Regions from separate parts of the Lactuca sativa genome. Here region 1 is linked to region 2. A link is a contact called in public Hi-C data. All regions are on one chromosome and are shown on one strand. Each heading gives the region's core, a stretch centred on a gene start, on an enhancer-like site or on the middle of the called end of the contact. The rest is flanking DNA. Distances are from core to core; before and after follow the strand shown. Region 1 holds the start of LOC111908201 (receptor-like serine/threonine-protein kinase At2g45590). Region 2 holds the start of LOC111908203 (probable carboxylesterase 8).

Region 1 (4,554 bases), core at 739-3,238, 140 kb after region 2:
ATTAGGATCAACAAGATCTAGAAGCTTTCCATTGCGAGCAAGCTGTCTCGCCCATGAAATTAAATTAGCTCTTTCGAACTCAGACATGGGGGACGCGGTTACTTGCAGGGGTCTTCTACCGGAGACTAAAACCAAGAGTAAAACGCCGTAGCTGTACACGTCACTCTTCTCGGAGAGTTGACCACCGTCGCATTTCTCCGGGGCGATATAGCAAACAGTTCCTCTCATGCTTGGAGTGCTACTGATACCACCACTTTTAGGGATTTCACCACTCGGACATTCTTGGCTGTTTCTTCTCCGGTGACGGAATTCGCCGCTCAGCCCGTCCAACCACCAATCGATGCTTCCTTTACTACTGGTTTTACTCTTTTTCTTCTTTGGTACAAATTCTTCATCCCTTTGCCACCACATCTCGCCGGTGTTGCTTCCTCTTCTCTTCTTTTTCTTCTTGGATAATTCATCGCAGAATTCCTCTTTCCACCATTCTCTCGGCTTCCGATTCTTCTTATTATCTGTTTCTGATTTCTTTTTCTGCTTTTTCTGCGGTGCATTGTCGCTACTGGCTTCTAGCTCCGACGAGATTGGATCTGTAGTTGTGAGCCAATCCTTTTTGGGCCTTTCTTTCTTTATCTCGCTTCCAATCCATTCCATTACATAATCTTTCACTCTCCCTGAATCGCCGCCGCAACTCTCCTGTTTCCACCACCAATCCCTTCCTGAACCACCTCCAGCGCCACCGCTCTTCTTTCTCCCCAAAAATCTCCGGTTACTGCTATCAACACTAAGCTGATCCGACACACTTGCCCTTTCCAAATACTCAGAAGGTGACGCCTCCGCATCCACAATGGTAACACGGCAACTCTCCGGTGATACGGGATCCACATTCACTACAACCTCCCCTGTTACCACACTTTCAGTTTCCTCTGCTGCTGACCTGTTTTCTTCTCTGTAATCCCCAATATTCTCTCTCTTTTTCTCAACATCGGTGTTGTTATCATCGGCTGTTTCGTTTTCCTGATCCCCTTCTTCGCAGCATTCATAGAAAGTTTCAATAATCTCATTCTCATCTACACCTAAAACTCTCGCTAGACCGAAATCAGCAATTTTCGCATTAAAATTACAGTCTAGTAACACATTAGAAGGTTTGATATCACAATGAACAATCGGTGGATCGCATGAGAAGTGAAGAAAATCGACACCTTTAGCTACGTCTAGTAAAATCATAAACCTAATTTTCCAATCCATGAGCTCAGGACACTTACGATACAACAGCGCATCTTGTAAGCTACCGTTCTGCATATACTCATAAACAATCAACATTTTCCTCCGCCGCCGCCGGTTCTGATCGGAGGAGAATCCCAAAACCGATATAACGTGCCGTGAATGCGCACCAGACGCGCTGCTGATCCGTGTGGACAATGAAAGCTCGTTGTGAAACTCTCTCTCTCCTTGCAACGATCCGGAACCGTTCATAAGCTTCACCGCGATCTCCTTACCGGACGGAAGCACGCCTTTGTAAACCGAACCAAATCCACCTTGTCCGAGCCGGTTAGCTGCAGCGAATGAAGACGTAGCACGACGGAGAACATTATACGAAAACTGCTGCAACTGTTGCGGCTGCGGCTGCGGCGGGGGAGATTTCAGATCCGCAGGAACCGTACGTTTCCGTGAAAGTTTCCTATATGTAATTGCAAGAACTATGAAGATTGCAAACACTAGCACTCCAGCAAGCACTGAATGCAAAACAGTTAAACCATGGCGATGACTGTGGTTATAAGGTGGTGCCGGCGGTGGCAAAGCCGACGGAAAATCCGGTAACGTCGGTGGTAGTGTAGACATTTTCGTAATCAGACTGAGAAATCTCTTTCTCTTTCTCTCTAGAACAGAGCTTATCCGGTATATCGCCTCTTCACAGGTGGTGACTGGTGAGGTGAAGTAGTAAAGTTTTAGTTGAGTTAGAGGAGAAATTTTAAAGTGACAGATCAGTGAGGCTGACAGGTGAAGGATTAATAAGATTTAAGTAGAGATAAATACATGTAGGTATGTCGTTAGTTGACTAAATCTGTATCGTAGGCGAGTATCGTAGCCTGCATGCCAATTGCCTTTTACTTAAGGAAAAAATATTAATTTTCATATAATGTGATTTACATAATTTAAAAGAGTTATTCACTGAATCGGTATAATTTTAAAGAATCTTATAATAACGTATTTTTTAGTCAGAATTTGGAATACGCCAATATTATATTTATCCGATCTAAAGTTTAAAACATCATATATCTCTTCTAGATGTTTTTTAATATCATATATATCCAAATCTATGTTTTAAACAATTTTAATTGATTTATGATCTTTTTCACCATTTTAAATTCATTAAAACTAAAAAAACATTTGAAATTGACAGATTTGCCCTTGTTTCTAAATTCCAATTTAACATTCACGTGAACAATTATATCGCCTGCTTCATCGATTGTAATCCCTTGCGTCTTCATCAATCAACAATCACACAACGTCGATCAACAATCACACAACGTTGAACTTCGATGTTGCCTTCTCGCCTCTTCCCTGTTGCAATCGGTTACAGGTTAATTTTTAACGTTCTTTGTAAACTAAACATTCAGTTCATAATTATAACTTATGAATAGCTTGATAACTTTTGAGAATACGTGATAAACAAAAGGCAACCATATTTCTATTTTCTCGTTCTTTAATTTCGTTTTTGATGTTGTTTAATATGTTCACGTGAATGTGTTGAAACCCTGCTATCTTGATGTTTCAAACTACTGTATTTACAATGTTGAATTACAACTGACAGGGATTTAAATGCAAGTCTTTTCATGGTTTAAAAAACTATAATTAATGTGAATAATGTGTTGAAACTTATACTTGATTACAATTTTGAATTCTTTCCACCGTGTCCATTTTGTGTGATCATGGTGTTTGAAGCTATTGTATTTACAATCTTGAATTACAACTATTTCGAATGCTTGAAGTCTTGTTAGTGAGTGTCACACTCCAAACCAAAACGGCGAAAACGGTTGGGGCGGATGACTTCATGTACAGTATCATAACAATTGAATAATAGAGATCAAAGCATTACAACCATTACATTGATAAATAATATGCTTACATTGTACTCAAAATATTGTTTACATAATTTCGAATGCATATGAGAAAATATAAGTAACGTGATGTGACGACGTCTCATCCACCAAAAACTCTTGTGGTTACATGTTTACAAATGATTTTGAAAAGTGTCAACAATTAAGTTGGTGAGTTCATAAGCGTTTTTGTATGCGGAAGAATTTGTAACGGTTTCGTGTAAAAAGATGGTATATACTTCCAGAAAATCCAATATTTTCTATAAAAATTGAATTGTGGGCCTTTAATACGAGAGACTAAAAATGCAAGTAAAGTTGTAATGAAAATAGTATTAGTAAGTTTTAGCTTTATATAAAACTACTGGAATGTATGTTAACCTCGTTGTAAGTCTAACCCAAGACTAAATGTAAGTAATGATGTTTTGGAAAGTAGTATCAATAGGTTTTATCTTTACATGAAACTACTTGAATTTATGTTAATCTCGTTGTAAGTCTTAACCCAAGACTAAAATACAAGTAATGTGATGCTGGAAATAGTTTTAGTAAGATTTATCCTTTTGTGAATAACTATTTGAGTGTACGCTAGCCCATAAACCAAATGGTTCGTTAATACTCCATGTGAGTTATTATAACCATACTAATGCGACTAGTTGCTTGTACGACGTTCTTCAGGCGTCGGAACTGTTTACAACATTTGTCACCCCAAACCCGTCGGTCTAACTGTAGCTAACTATTTAGGTGTAGGGTTGTCAATCCCATATAGATCTATACACAAGTGTCACGCTCTCCCTCCAAGAGACTATGGTTATAATGCAGGTCTTTGTTGTGTATTCTGGTAGGTACGTTGAAGCCAAAAGTCTCACAAGTTTGTATCAACTAGTTTACGTTTATTATACTAAAAATTCGTTTTCTTGTAAACAAAAGTATTATTCTTCCATAATGGATACATAGTATGAAAATAAATATACCTTTAAACAATTATTTGTTTCTTCTGAAATGATAGTGTAGTTTTGTGACTCCCCAAACTATATCAATTATAGTTTATCATGTTTGTTTGTCAAGAACATTTATATAATCATTTATATATATAAAAATATATAGTAGTTATCTTGTCTAGTTTTGCTAGAAAAGCTATATTTTAGTAAGAAGCTTCATAAACCATATAGTTTTGCGAATCATAAATTTTCTTATGATGATATAACATAGATTATGTTTGTTTGGTTAATTTTTCATTTCAAAACTAATATATCACAAATAATTATACAAAAGCTAGTGATAACCATATCTTATGCAAATAATATATTATATTTAACATAAAGATGAAAACATGTAAGTATTTGTGTGATAAACAAAGTTTTACTTGTATCCCCCCCCCCCTAAAACATGATAAACTTGAAAATGTGGTGGTATGAACTCACCTTTAGTGGATTTGTGGGTTGTTTGAGAAGGTGGTGTG
Region 2 (4,752 bases), core at 1,035-3,534:
GACCATGCAACTGAGGCTATATTTACCCATATTTGTTGATTAGTGAGCCTAACATATAAATAATACATAGAAAAAAATGCATGAAGAAGAAGTTCCCCGATTTGAGTTCAAAGTCGAGGAAAACTTTACGCATGTCTAGTAAAAAAAAAAAAAAAAACTAAAATCTGGAAATTTTATATTTTCAGATGCCTATGTTTAAGACTATGTAACTCGGGGTATACTTATCTAATTCAATTGATTCTTTGAGTCTAACATGCAGCCAAGTCAAAGAAGAATATGCAAGAAGAAGAATCAACCCAATTCAAGTTGATACGAGAGAGTTATGAGTGATTAAAGTTGAAAAGAAAAATATGCACAAATTCTGGTTCAATTTCAATGAATTCCTTAACCCGAAGCACCGAGTATCCAAAGTCTCGGGAACCGTTTTGCTTGATTCGCAGGAACCGACGCCGACCCACATGTATGTATACCGTACCGGTAGAGTTTCGGTACCAGCAACATGATTTTTGCTCATTCCTAGTTTAGGGTTCCAGATCTCAGGTATGCTCTAAGTTTCTTCGTAGAGTCGTCCTCGTATTGTATCCCCAATATATATCGGTTACCCATTTTACAAAACACTATTATTATCTTTGATTTCATTCAATTTTTCAGGATTTTGAAATTATACTCACCTGAATCAGGTTAAGTATCAATATATTCTTGATCTCGGCGTTGTTTTAATTAATTCCTTGTTGCTTTGGTATTAATTGCTCTATAAAACGAGTAAGGTATAGAAACCATAGGGACCAAACGTATGGTTATTTTGATTGTCGTATCATATCACTTTTTGCAAACTAAAAATTCCAATCTTAAAATGTTGTCTTAGTTCTTTGATTTTTGACAGAAGCTAGAAAGTTGGGATTTTTGGGCTGGAAACCTTGGGTACGCCACAAGAATTGAGGCCATGACGCCATTAAAAAAACTTGAATATACTTGTAACAAAATCACCCCAACTCCTTTTCAATCTGATTAATACTGTATATTATATATGTTTCAGTTCATCTTTTTTTATTAAGAAATAATAAAAGATGATAAAACACCTATTACATAACTATCGATAGCAAGTACTAAGTGCATATGTTATAATATAGTAATACATTTTGTTTCATATAATAATAACAAAAAACTACAGTGAAAACAAAAGCATTACAAAATAACACCCTCATCTTTCCAATGTTTCCAACGGATCATAAAGCTGACTCTTTATCATCAAGAGCCCAAATAAAACTCTTGATATCATCATACAAGACTTGTGCCTTTTGGGGATCAAAGAACTCTACACCATGAAACCCTTCATCAAATTTCTTTATCACGTGCACCCCACGTGCCTCCAACATATTAGCAAACTCCTTTTGTCTATCAACTAGTGGGTCCCCACTATAACCTTTGACTAGGCATTTTGGTAGACGTACAATCTTTTCATTTCGATATCCATTTTGATCATGTGATAGATTACAATATTGATGATCTCTCTCGCTTCCTTTTGGGAGTGAGAGACACCACATGAGGTCATTCACCACCAAAGGGACAATAGGGTCATTTACTAGTCGAAGTTCTGATTCGGTACGATCGACCCCACCAAAAAAGGGTTCGTTCATTATGAGCCCTATGATCTTTATCGGATCGAGATCAAGATCAAGTGCACGTAAACCCGCATTGTACACTATGTTTCCTCCTGCACTACTTCCCATCAAGTAAACTTTAGAAAAGTCAGCGTGGTTTGTCAACCATTCATCAGAACTGTTGATTCTTAAAGCCTGGTCACGAACCCACAACACCGCGTCCACGGCATCGTCATATGCCGCCGGGAGACGGTGTTCTGGGGCGAGACGGTACTCAACGGAGATCACGATCGCCTGAGAGTGAGCGGACATGGCAGCACATGAATTGTGGAAGGGCAAAGAGGTGGCGCTAAAGAGGATAAAGCCGCCACCGTGGAAGTAGATAATGATTGGGAGGTTCTTGGTGGTGTTTGTTGGTGGTGACACGGGGCGGAAGAGGCGGATGAAGGTGGCGTTGGTGGTGTTTAGTGGTATGTCTTTGGAGAGAGCGAGTTGGTTATCGGATGTGAGTTCGGGTGTTGCGGGTAAGGTTGGAACCGGGGCAAGTCTGGTTAATGACCCATCCGGGTTTAGTTTGAGTTTAAGGTGCTCGTAAGGATCAGAAATGGATTTTGGATCAGCCATTGTTTGTGGATAAAAGAAAGATATGTTGTCAATATATATATACGCACTCCTAGTTAGTGTGAAAGTGTGTTTTTATTAACGAAGGTTGAGTAGTTGCCCATAAAATATTTAATGTACGATGTAGACAAGGCATCATGTTGCAATACTAGGCGAGTTGTGGCCACGATGGTTTGAAATGATTAAATGAATACCTTTTAGTACCAGTTAAAAAGGGTATTTACAAGCTTTACGTACAAAACGAATTTTTATTTTATTTTTGTACAAATTTATAACAATTAATATATTAAACATTATAAAAATAATATCAAAACATGATATTTTAATACACCGTAATTTTGAATAATCGATTTCAAAAGTTTTATGTATTTTTAGGGATGTTGATTTAGATTAAGGTTGTAAAAATCGTTAGTCGGTAGTCGGATGGTCGACTAAGGTTAAAGGACTAATCGGTCTAGGAGATGATTAATAGGCGTCTAGGCGGAGACCCTTAATTGTAATAGAATTTCTTTTTAAAAATTAAATATTACATATATCCTAACAAAATAAGTAAATAACCATGAAACTTTGACAAATCCAGTCGTCTAAATATTTAAATTATCGTAATATAATAATTTTTAAATTAATTGGGGGATCTTTTTAGCATTTTTAGTCATCAATCATCATAATTTAGTCACAAAATATCATAAATTTGACTAATTGATTTTTTTTTGAAAATTTTGACTGTCTAACTTTTTTACTGGCTTAGATTGTCTAGACTGCCTAGAACCACCCATGACCCCATAGGGCCACCTAGAACTGCCTACAACCGTCCATGACCAACTCCGCCTAACTCGATCGATTAGCATTAATTGTAGACAGTAGGAGGCTGCCTAGCTTTTAGGCACCGTCTATGTCGATTTTTACAACACGTTTGGACTAATTGTTGCGATCCAGTCTGATCAACTGAATTTTGGTTTTCAAAATATAGATGCGAATAATACAAACTAAATTTAAATCTGATCTAATCCAACCACATTACTACTCGGCTGGATCAATTTTTGCAATTCGGTTTCCAAAAGAAACCAATACAAATTATTTATTTGTAAATTAGAATTTATAAACAACTATTAAGAAAGATATATTCAAATTTAATATTTCATAGATAATTGTCTTTTAGTGGAAGTATATTATTATATTGGATGAAATTGTCTAATCTATAAAATAAATAATTTAGTAAATGTATAAATGATTAAAAATATATCTTAAAATAAAATAATATAAGTAAATAACAAACATATTGTTATTTGATTTTTTGGATTGTTTGGTTTTTATTTTATAAACCAAAACTAATCCAAAATAATAAACCGGGTTTGCTTAAACAAATCTAAAAATCTAAATATTCGAATCGAATAGTCTGATCCAAATTGTTCAATTGAACAATTTAGGTTATTCGATTAATAAACAACTTATGTATTTTAATAAAGTTTAGGCAACTTTGAGCACATTTAATATATTTATCTTCAAACTAAAAAAATTAGTTTGAGTAAGAAAATTGAAAACAAAATAATTCAATCTATGATAAATAGGGCAAAGTTTTCGCATCCACTATAATACATAATATTGTTGGCACTTGGAAGAGATGACAGCCACCCACTAAAGATGTTATTAATCGTTGAAATTATTCAATAGAATAATTCAGTTTATTCGATTAATATACTACTTATGTATTTTAATTAAGTTTAGGCAACTTTGAGCACATTTAATATATTTATCTTCAAACTAAAAAAACAAGTTTGAGTAAGAAAATTGAAAACAAAATAATTCAATCTATGATAAATAGGGCAAAGTTTTCGCATCCACTATAATACATAATATGGTTGGCACTTGGCACTTGGAAGAGATGGTATTGGTAGCCACACACTAAAGATGTCATTAATTTCCTAACATGTATATGAATATGATTGACATTTTGGATAGGGTTGGGACCTCATATATTTACATGGTCATGTTGTTGGGCAATTTTTTCCAAGATCAATATACAAAGTTAAGGCTGTCTAATATTTTTTTTTTGAAAAATCCATTTCTAGATGCATGTGTTGTGTAAAGCATTTGTATGTTGCTTTCAAGTGATTTACACAAATATTCTCATCAATACATCGCAATAATATCCACATAAAACATATCTAAATTTTCACATGAAGTTCCTATAGACATTTTCAAGTACTCATAATAAGTGTCAGAAACTATCCGATATACGAGTTGACATATTGCAGACATACACTTCTGTAATGAAATGAAATACATTTTTCCTCTACCATCTCATAGTATTCTAAAATATGGATGTTGTCTTTTCATATCATGAACAATTCATAAGAATAGTTCTTTTCGCATATGGAATATTGATTTAAACTTCTCAGCACCACGTCGAGAATTGTTAGCCAAGTAATCTTCCATGAGACGATCATGTACAAGTGTTCCTTCACGATTTCTATTGACATAACTTCTTGTATATGTCAGCGCCTCTTGAACTTACAGCATCACCAAAGAG

Evidence for each region. A called contact is a pair of places that touch in the nucleus more often than the background predicts.
Region 1: a Hi-C map of leaf shows a contact between it and region 2, with 6 times the contacts expected there. The contact joins the promoter of LOC111908201 here to the promoter of LOC111908203 in region 2. A contact is called at or near these places in 2 of 4 Hi-C or Micro-C datasets (both in leaf).

Annotation. Positions count from the first base shown.
Region 1 is chr7:8,547,934-8,552,487 of Lsat_Salinas_v11, forward strand. LOC111908201 (receptor-like serine/threonine-protein kinase At2g45590) reads right to left here and starts at 1,989. Exons shown (of 1, transcript XM_023904037.3): 1 at 1-1,989. The coding sequence starts at 1,839.
Region 2 is chr7:8,405,959-8,410,710 of Lsat_Salinas_v11, forward strand. It overlaps LOC111908203 (probable carboxylesterase 8), which reads right to left and starts at 2,285. Exons shown (of 1, transcript XM_023904039.3): 1 at 1,083-2,285. The coding sequence starts at 2,225. The coding sequence ends at 1,227.